Regions from separate parts of the Rattus norvegicus genome. Here region 1 is linked to region 2. A link is a contact called in public Hi-C data. All regions are on one chromosome and are shown on one strand. Each heading gives the region's core, a stretch centred on a gene start, on an enhancer-like site or on the middle of the called end of the contact. The rest is flanking DNA. Distances are from core to core; before and after follow the strand shown.

What was found. Hi-C and Micro-C count contacts between places; a contact is called where the count stands out from the background.
Region 1: a contact with region 2 is called in a Hi-C map of Schwann cells, with 3 times the contacts expected there. The contact joins the promoter of Nfatc1 here to the enhancer-like site in region 2. A contact is called at or near these places in 4 of 12 Hi-C or Micro-C datasets (Schwann cells, kidney, liver and 1 more) and 1 of 1 datasets of contacts at active chromatin or transcription factors (oligodendrocytes).

Annotation. Positions count from the first base shown.
Region 1 is chr18:76,428,394-76,432,661 of GRCr8, forward strand. It overlaps Nfatc1 (nuclear factor of activated T-cells 1), which reads right to left and starts at 2,597. Exons shown (of 10, transcript NM_001415721.1): 1 at 2,166-2,597. The coding sequence starts at 2,292.
Region 2 is chr18:76,369,347-76,373,568 of GRCr8, forward strand. The region is part of intron 6 of Nfatc1 (nuclear factor of activated T-cells 1); the gene reads right to left. Among named protein-coding and RNA genes, the nearest start is that of Nfatc1, 60 kb to the right of the region's middle. Within about 2 kb of position 2,150, at least 32 of the 93 cell types and tissues checked have an H3K27ac peak or open chromatin away from gene starts, as enhancers often do. A contact at or near this core is called in Schwann cells, where this site is marked.

The DNA of each region.
Region 1 (4,268 bases), core at 1,347-3,846, 59 kb after region 2:
AACAGGGCAAGCTTTGTTCAGCTCCCGCAGAGCCCCATGGGGCATTGTGTGAGGCAACTCTGACGCCTGCCGTGGCTACCTACAGGCTTGTGTTTCTTGGAGTTCTTCAGAGCAGAGCAGCACAAGGCCTTCGAATATGGCCAGGCCCATAAGCTTCCATCCAAATGCCCACCAAACTGGAAGAAGGCCTCAGAGAGCAGCTGGTGTCCCCATCAAGGCCTGCTCAAGAAGGACAGGGTGTTTCCCCCATGGCCCGCAGCAATGGCAGATACCGACCTGCAGCGTACAGTTCTTTTCCCTGCCTGGGTCTGGCTGTCTCAAGGCTGGGCCACAGTTTCTAGTTAGCTCAGTTACATCTACACACTCTCTACAAAACATGACCATTATTGTTTGGTCAAAGGGCATTAATGCCTCCAGTCCACTGCTTCGCCGGGGACAATGTCAAACGTCCTTTTCCAGGTAGGTTACACACAAGAAATGACCACTACCCTCCACTCAATAGCTTTTCCCTTTGTTAAAAAAAAAAAAGTTTTGTTTTGTTTTGTGACACTGGGTCTTACACTGTAGCCCAAGGCAGGCCTGGTTCTTATTTTGCTACCCAGGCTGGCTTCAAACTCATGCTCAGGTGCTGAGATCACACCTAGGGTTACAGGGGTGCACCATCAAGCCTAACTTAGAAGATTTTTTTTTCACTAATGGAACAGTAACCCCGCAAGTAAAGAATGTAAGCTTTAAAGGTCTGGAGGAAGAAGAAGAAGAAGAAGAAAAGTGACTGACAGATGTGTGTGGAAATAAATGTCAAGAAATTTGCAGCCCAGACCACAACAAAAACACTGTAGCCTTCCTTGTAGCAAGAGCTCATCCTGAGAACACTTAGTAATATTTAGACCTCTTTAAAAATTGAGGTTAGCAGCATGAGACAATATCTTCCCCCTTTAATTCAAAGTTCACACAATGCTTTCCTCCCAGGACACCTGGGCTCTGAGAATCTGGATCCGTTTGTGTTGAGCTGATGGCTCTTGGGTCTAATGATAAAAAAGGTGTCCAGGGCTGACTCTCTGGGAACTGCTTCCTCCGCCTGACCCACTCATCAGACGCTCACAGGAAGCTAAGGTTTCCTTCCAAGTGCTAAAGGATGGCCGCCCTTGTAAATCAGAGTGCCCCAGCCCCAGCAGGGGTCCAGCTGGCCTTCAGTAATTTTAGGTAACTTCTTTGGTGCCAAAAAGGAATTAGGAGACATGGTTCCCTGGGTCCATGCTACACAGGTCAAGTTATCCCCTGCTGAAAAGCCAGCCACCTTTTACAGGGTGTTTCAAAGACACCTGCAGGAGCCTAAATGTTTTAGAAGTTATTTTGCTAGCTCTTTTGAGAAGACTTGAAGGCCCCTGACAGAAGGTCTGGGCCATGCCATTCTTGTGGCCCTGCCAGGTTAAGGCAGATTCCAGCGCATATTCTTTACTTGGAAGAATATGCAACTTCAAACCCGGCAGTCCTTCTTCAAGCTTTCCCAAGGCATTTTCCAAGGCAGAACTCTTGTCTGAATGCAACATTTGGCCACAAGCTTGAGAAACATTTAGAAGCCTGGACCACTTGGGACCACTTGGCCAAACCCTTACTTTTAGTGAGAGGCATCTAAGACTCACTTGGGAGGATGCAGGACTCTTAATACTTCTGGTCATGGATTTGCTTGCCTTCCTGAGGTAGAGGCAGGGTCAACTTTCCTCTCCAAAGCCGCCTCACTTCATCCCAGGGTGGGTTTTTTGTTTGTTTGTTTGTTTGTTTGTTTGTTTGTTTGTTTTTGGTTCTGACGACCCCCGCCCCTACCGCACCCCATCCTCAAATCTCACCCGTGTGAATCTAGTTTCCCCAGCTGAGATCTCTGAGACCCCAGCCGAAGCTGTTTGAGTACTCCGCGCTAGAGAAGAGGAGACACCTATTGGCAAGAAAGCGCGCTAGAAATCTGGGCTGCGCCGGGGAAACACCAGGGGGACACCCTTCACAGTGTGTGCCACGCTGTCCGGCTGGACGCCCGCGCCCCTCCCTGGACGCGCAGACCAGCCCCGGCAGCCTGGCCGAGGAGGAGGACTCGAGATGGGTGTGGGGCGCGGGGAGCGGGCACGAAGGGCCAGGGCACTCCGGGACGAAGGGAGGGGCGCGGGGCTTACCTTCCTCGGCCGCCTTCATGGTGCCGCCGGCGAGCGGCGCGGGCCGCAAAGTTTCTCCGCTCCCGCAGACTGCGGCCGGAGGGCCGAGTGGAAACTTGGAAGGGACTGGAAAGCTGGTACTTGGCATCCACGCGGCGGTGGCGGCAGCGGCGAGCAGCAGGAGGAGGAGCGGGAGCTGGCGCCGGGAGCAGCTCCGGGCCGGCTCCCGAGTCCGACCTCTCCTTCGCCGACACGCGCCGGGCCGGGTTCAGCGCCGCGCGCCGCGGGGAGGTGACATGCGGGGTGTGTGCGCGCGTGGCAGGCCTGCTTGCGGCCCGGGACTCGCCCCAGGGGAGGAGGTGTGTGCGGCGCCGGGGAGCTCGTGCCCCGCCGCTCGGATCCGCGAGGCGACTCTGTCGCCCAGTTCGGAGCCTCTCGGTCTCACTCTGACGCAGGGCCGGGCTCTGCCTTCTGCCTTTTTAAAGCTGGAAAACACCTCCCCCGGCTCCCGCCCGCCCGGCCGCTCCCGCGCCCCCTCCCTGCAGTGACATCACGCCCCTGCCCGCCCGAGCCGGCGCGGGGCCCGGGGGACAAGTCGCGGAGCGCCGCCCTCTGTGTGCAGCGGCTGCCGATCGCTGGGCAAGCGGGGCGCCCTGGTTTGGACAGGGGTACCCTGGGGTGGACCAGCCGGGCGCAAAGGGAGAGAAGGGACGCAGCGGGGGGTAACGAGGACTTAAGGGACCGGAGGGAGCTCCCAGAGGTGCGGAGAGGCACCTGGAGGACGGCAAAGGTGTACAAGAGGGAGGATGGGGAGCGAAGGGACACTAGGAGGGAGAGGGCTCATGGGGAAGAGTTGGGGGACTTAGAAACAGGCGGGGACGAGTGGGAAGGAAAGGGCTTGTCAGGGAGCGATCAGTGAACGCGCCAAGCCAGGATGGTGGCGGCTTCAGGAGGGTGCCCTAAGAAGGCTACTCTCCCTTTTAATGAGGGGCTGGGGGTACGAGAGGCGGGGGAAGGGTGCCGAGACCCCTTGCATGCTGAAGTCATTATGTAAAATCGCAGGCTTCCCCTGCTGTGGAAATTTGGAAAAGCGCTTCCACTGGCAGGCAGGAGTAAGGAAATTCCCATCCCGCTAAATTACTAACAGATTGCATGGGCGTCCCGGGACAGCCAGATATTGTCATTTTTACTCTGTAAATATCTGAGCGAACTGGATTGCTTGCTGTACGAGAAGGGGAGGGACAGCGCGCCTAAGAGCGCGCCCACCTGCGCAGCTCCTCCTCTGGGTCTTTGCCCCGGTGTGGGCAGACTCATGCAGGGACCACAGGGTGCTTTGTAGGCGCGACCACGAGGTTTCTGGCACCGGAGGCTAGAGCAGGGGAACTTCTGAGGATTCTGTCCCGCCTCGCTTCACACTTTTTCTCTTTCAAATCTCCCCGCATCTCCTAGGGCGCAACTCTGCTGCCAAACCCGACCATATTTTCTTGTTGGCTTTGGATGGAACGGATTGGAGGGTTGGGCAGTTAGAGCGTCTGGTGTATAGAAATCATAAATCTATTGGCCTACACCTCATATGCTTTAAAATAAACCCCAAAGCAAAAAAAAAAAAGCGTGTCTGCTGTGGGGCGGCGAGACTGTGGGGCGCGCGGGGCGTGTACTGAGCCAGTGGGTGCTCCAAAGTACTTCACACCTCAAGACTTAGGGAAATCTGATCTAACCAGCAAGAACCAGCAAGTGGGACTGGCCTACTGGGCTCGCCGTTAAATAATAGGAAAACTTGGCTAAAACCCATCCACTCCACCGGCAGCATCCAGCGGCTCTTTCCAGTGGCCTCAGCGCCACAGAACTAAAAGCCACCTTTTTTTCTTCTACCGCGGCAGAGAAGCGCGGCCGTGGGGGCTGCATAGCCACAGGTAGTGCCCAGCATGTCTCAAACCCTGCTGGCCCGCTGCTACTCACGTAGAGAGCTGGGCGAGGCGCGCACCTCTCTACCTCTGGCGTTGAGAGGAGAGAGCCACTACTATAGGTGGTCGAGAGGATAGCGAGGCTGGGGGTGTGGGGCATGATCTATTAAACTGAAGGCTCAAAGAAGATGTTGGGATGTTCAAACCCTTCAGGGATGCG
Region 2 (4,222 bases), core at 900-3,399:
CATCTCCTTGGCTACAACACACATCAGGGAAGGCTTCCTAGACCTCAGTGTCTTCTAAGGGACAGAAAAGCAGAGAGAGGCAGGGAGACACCTCCCACCCCCCACCCCCAAAACCCCCCAGCAATACACAACATGTGCTGTGCTTAGAGCGCAGCTTGGCTCTACCACTCGGTAAATCCCACCAGCCTCCCGTGTGTTTTGGGAGAAGTCAGAGCAATGCCCCAGCCTCTGCCCAGAGGAAACGGCTGAGGAGATAAGAGAAGCCTTTCTTTGGCCGTTTCATGCCACATCAGGACCTAGAAATGCAAAACACGTGGTATTTTTAACCTTAGCCCAGTGGCTGTTTGCATGTTAAAAAAATATATTAAAAGGCTCTCATAGGTGCAGTGAAAGAACTTATTGTTCTCAGCTGGCAATGAGGTGTGGACCTAGTGATTAGAGGAAGGGTGTCTGCCACTCACGGACTCTGAGTCCCCAGTCCTGCTGACAGGCTCATGACCTGGGGACAGCTGGGTGGCCACTGGGTTGACAGCTATCCATCCCCGCGTTTATCTCCTCCAGAATGAAGTCAGTTCCTGAGATGAGCCGTTTCAGGCACACACTTAGTTTCTGCTTACACTCCATTTGTCTGTCACTAACCCTACATTACTGATAAACCAAACACCAGCTCCTTCCCTCGGTGCTGGACAGGGTGGTGGGTGGAGGGTGGAGGCCCAGGGTGGAAATGTGAGTCACCAGTGGCTCCAAGAGCCACCCAGCCTCACCAGGCCACACCAGCTTCCAAGACACCCGGGGCCTTGAGCAAACGCCATCAGATGAGCCCACGAAGGTTCTAACTCATCCTTCCTACCCATGCCCCTCAGGGAAGACAAGACACCCCTAGAGCACTGCAATGTCAGAAACAGTGAACCCCTAAGCCTTGGCAGCTTAGGGATGTCAGCCAAGAAATGCCCTCAACCTCAGCCACATGTGCCAACGATAGCCGCAAGGGCCAAAGCAGAAGTACCCACATAGGTTCTCTAACCATGCTCTGGATGTGTAGTCCAGCTGTGCGCTCTCCTAGACTTGCCCTCCATAAGGGTGAGGTGGTATATTTGTGCTGCCTTTACTACAGCTTTAAAGTCTCCCAGAACGAGCTACTCTCTGCCCCTCGCCCCCGAGAATATATGGTTTCTTGTCCTGTACATAGGTGGGCCGACGGTGGTGTGGCCCCTGTCATCCTGAAAGCTCCTGCCAAGACTATGAAACCACGTGGAGAAGGTGCAACCTTTGTATCTAGGTAGGAGAGACAGCAGCAGGTATGGCTGGAGGGGGAAGAAGGAGACCGAGGCTTTCTGTGAAGGGAAGAGTTTGTTCAGCGGCCCTGTCAACTCTGAGAATGGAAGGGAAGTTCAAATCCCCAAGGAGGGGATCTGTATGTTCAAATCATGGGTCAAAAGTTAGGGAAATGTAGGCATACGGGTGGATTGGGCACTGAGGCAGGCATAGAAATGAAAAGGGTTTCTCCTTCCCCTGTCACAGCAGAGTGGCTGAGAAGGTGCCATTGTGAGCTACTGTGCTGACACTGGCCAGCTCCCATCCAGCCAAGCACCAACAGACAAGATGGAGGGCCCCATCCCTGTCTTCTATGTTGCACCAAGACAGATCACCCATCGGATTCTGTTTCCTCTTAAAATATGGTCCCTTGGGGCCACTGAGATCTGTGCTGCAGTCAACCATCTTATCCCAAAGCACCGGTCCCATCCAGACATGGGTTCTCCATCTGCAATTGCTGCACAGACCAAACAGTGAATGTTCCACTCTTCACGCTGTGACGGTAGCTGAGTGGACTTCTGCATATGCATAGCAGGCTGCTTCTGGCAGGAGTCCAGGAGATGGTCCTTTATACCCCTTGAGAGAATCAGCCACGAGGGGTGCCCTAGACCATCGGATGAGTCCACAGATCCCTCAGCTATGACACCCCTCCTCCCTGCTCAGAGGCAAGTTAACCAAGGGCTGTTCAGAATTCAACCTCTACCAGGCAGGGAGCCAGCCGGCCATCCTGAAAGGGCCTTTGTGTCCCATCTTATCAGGAGCTCCCTACGCTCCCAGTAGGAAACTGTGCTCCAGTTCAGAAGTAAAAATATTCCAAACCATTAGGGAATTCCCTTCAGTGTGAGTCATCAGAAAGGCTTCCCCACCACACCCGCCCAAGGTTTCCACACGGCCAGCCTGCAGGTCTGAAGCCGCTCCACTGGCTGCAGGACTCGCCTGCCACCTCAGGCCCGCGGGCCGGTCGCACGCCAGGGTAGGTAGGGGCTGAGCCACTGTTTCCACATGTGGAAGCGACTCAAGTTTATTCAGGAGTGGAGAAGTCTCCTGAGATGTTTTGCCTCCTCCTTGGGGTGGGGCAGGAGGCTTCCTCCTTCTAGCCCTGTGTCTGTATCCCATCAGCCTCCAGGGAGGGGCAGGTCCAGACACCATCATTGTAAAACACTGGGATGGATCGGTTATGGGACTGGGCGAACACAGCAATGGTTCTGCAGGGCCGGACTGCACAGGGGCTTTGAGTGCCGTCAGCCTGGGAAGCCTGTGGGTTCTCTAACCCTTGGTGCCCTAGAGGCCTGCTTCTCCCAGGTTAGGAGAACAGCTTTGCTCAGCAGAACCCAAGGTAAAAAAAGACACTCCCCTCCGCCCCCAGCATTTCGGGAAACAGCCTGATGGTACTGGATAGCTCAGGACAGATTCACACCCAGGTATGTGTCACGAAGAAGACACAGGCAAGCACAGAACCTTGTTTACAAACGTTCACAACAACTTCATTCATGACAGTCACCGAGAGGGGAACAACCCATGCCCACCTGGCCTGGCCACACCCGGGTACTGGTCGGCCATAAAAATGGACAGCATTGGGATGGACTAGAGGGGATAAAAATGCCATTCGGTGAAAGAGGCCAGACAGCAAAGCAGACACTGCCTGCCTCTACTGACAGAAAGTATCCCAGAGGGGAATCCACAAGGTGCGGGGAGGGGATGGCGGGCATCGGGATGAGGAAGGGAAGAGCCGACAGCACAGCGGCTTGCTTCTCTTTGCAGCTAAAATAGAATACCCGAAGCTGGGCATGATTCAGCAACCGCTCAGTCCCTGGGGAGGGGGAGGAGGGGGGCTGGTAGCATTGGCCACATGTGGTAGGAGTGTGTGGAAAAGCCTCCATAGTTAGGCAGGAGGCCAGAGGGCTGAGGGCTAGGCTTGCCTTTCACAACAGGTCACTCAGCTAACTACCATTCTGGTCTCTTGCAGAGTGACCTGCGCGCCTCTCTCTCTCTCTCTCTCTCTCTCTCTCTCTCTCTCTCTCTCTCTCTCTCACACACACACACACACACACACACACACACACACACACACACACACACACACCCCTCATCCTTTTCCCTAGGCTCCACCCCGAAAGCCCAAGCATCTCCCACATGGCCACTCTGATGAGTACTTCCAGTGCTGGAACCCCAGAGCCACACCCAACCACACCTTCACTGAGCCAGCACTCACGAAGGGGAGACTTCTTTCATGGAGATTAAAGTATCCTGGACACAGAGCAAACAGTTGCAAAGCCACTGGAGCTGTACCCTGTGAGAAATCTGCATGCGTCTACACTGCAGGAACTAGGCAGAAAGGTGCCTGTGTACCCTGTACCCTGTGTACCCTGTACCCTGTGAGAAATCCACATGTGTCTACACTGCAGGAACTAGGCAGAAAGGTGTCTGTGTACCCTGTACCCTGTGTACCCTGTGAGAAATCTGCATGTGTCTACACTGCAGCAACTAGGCAGAAAGGTGCCATCCATGGGGTTGTGACTGTGACTGCCCTGTGTAATCCTGAAACACTCTAGGGAGAAGAGGAACCAGATTGTCAAGGACCAGCTGCTCATCTATAGGGACACTGTGGTCCCATCTTGAGATGTCGAGGTCAGCTGCCCATAAAGCCCACAGTAAGACCCAGCCTGCCAGCACCAGGATCTGAGGCAGACCTCTCCTACTATGCAGGAACCATGTAGAGCTGGGCATGTCTGTAAGGTGGAATTTCAGGGGTTCTCTCTCCCCATGCTGAGTGACTGTGCATGGTAGCCACATGGAAGCTTGCCCGACCAGGTCAGCACGGCGGTATTTTCATGCCGTGATGAAAACTCTCATGTGTGTGCAGGGCTGATGACGTACTGAGCCTGGGGGCAGACACCACTGGTCCTGG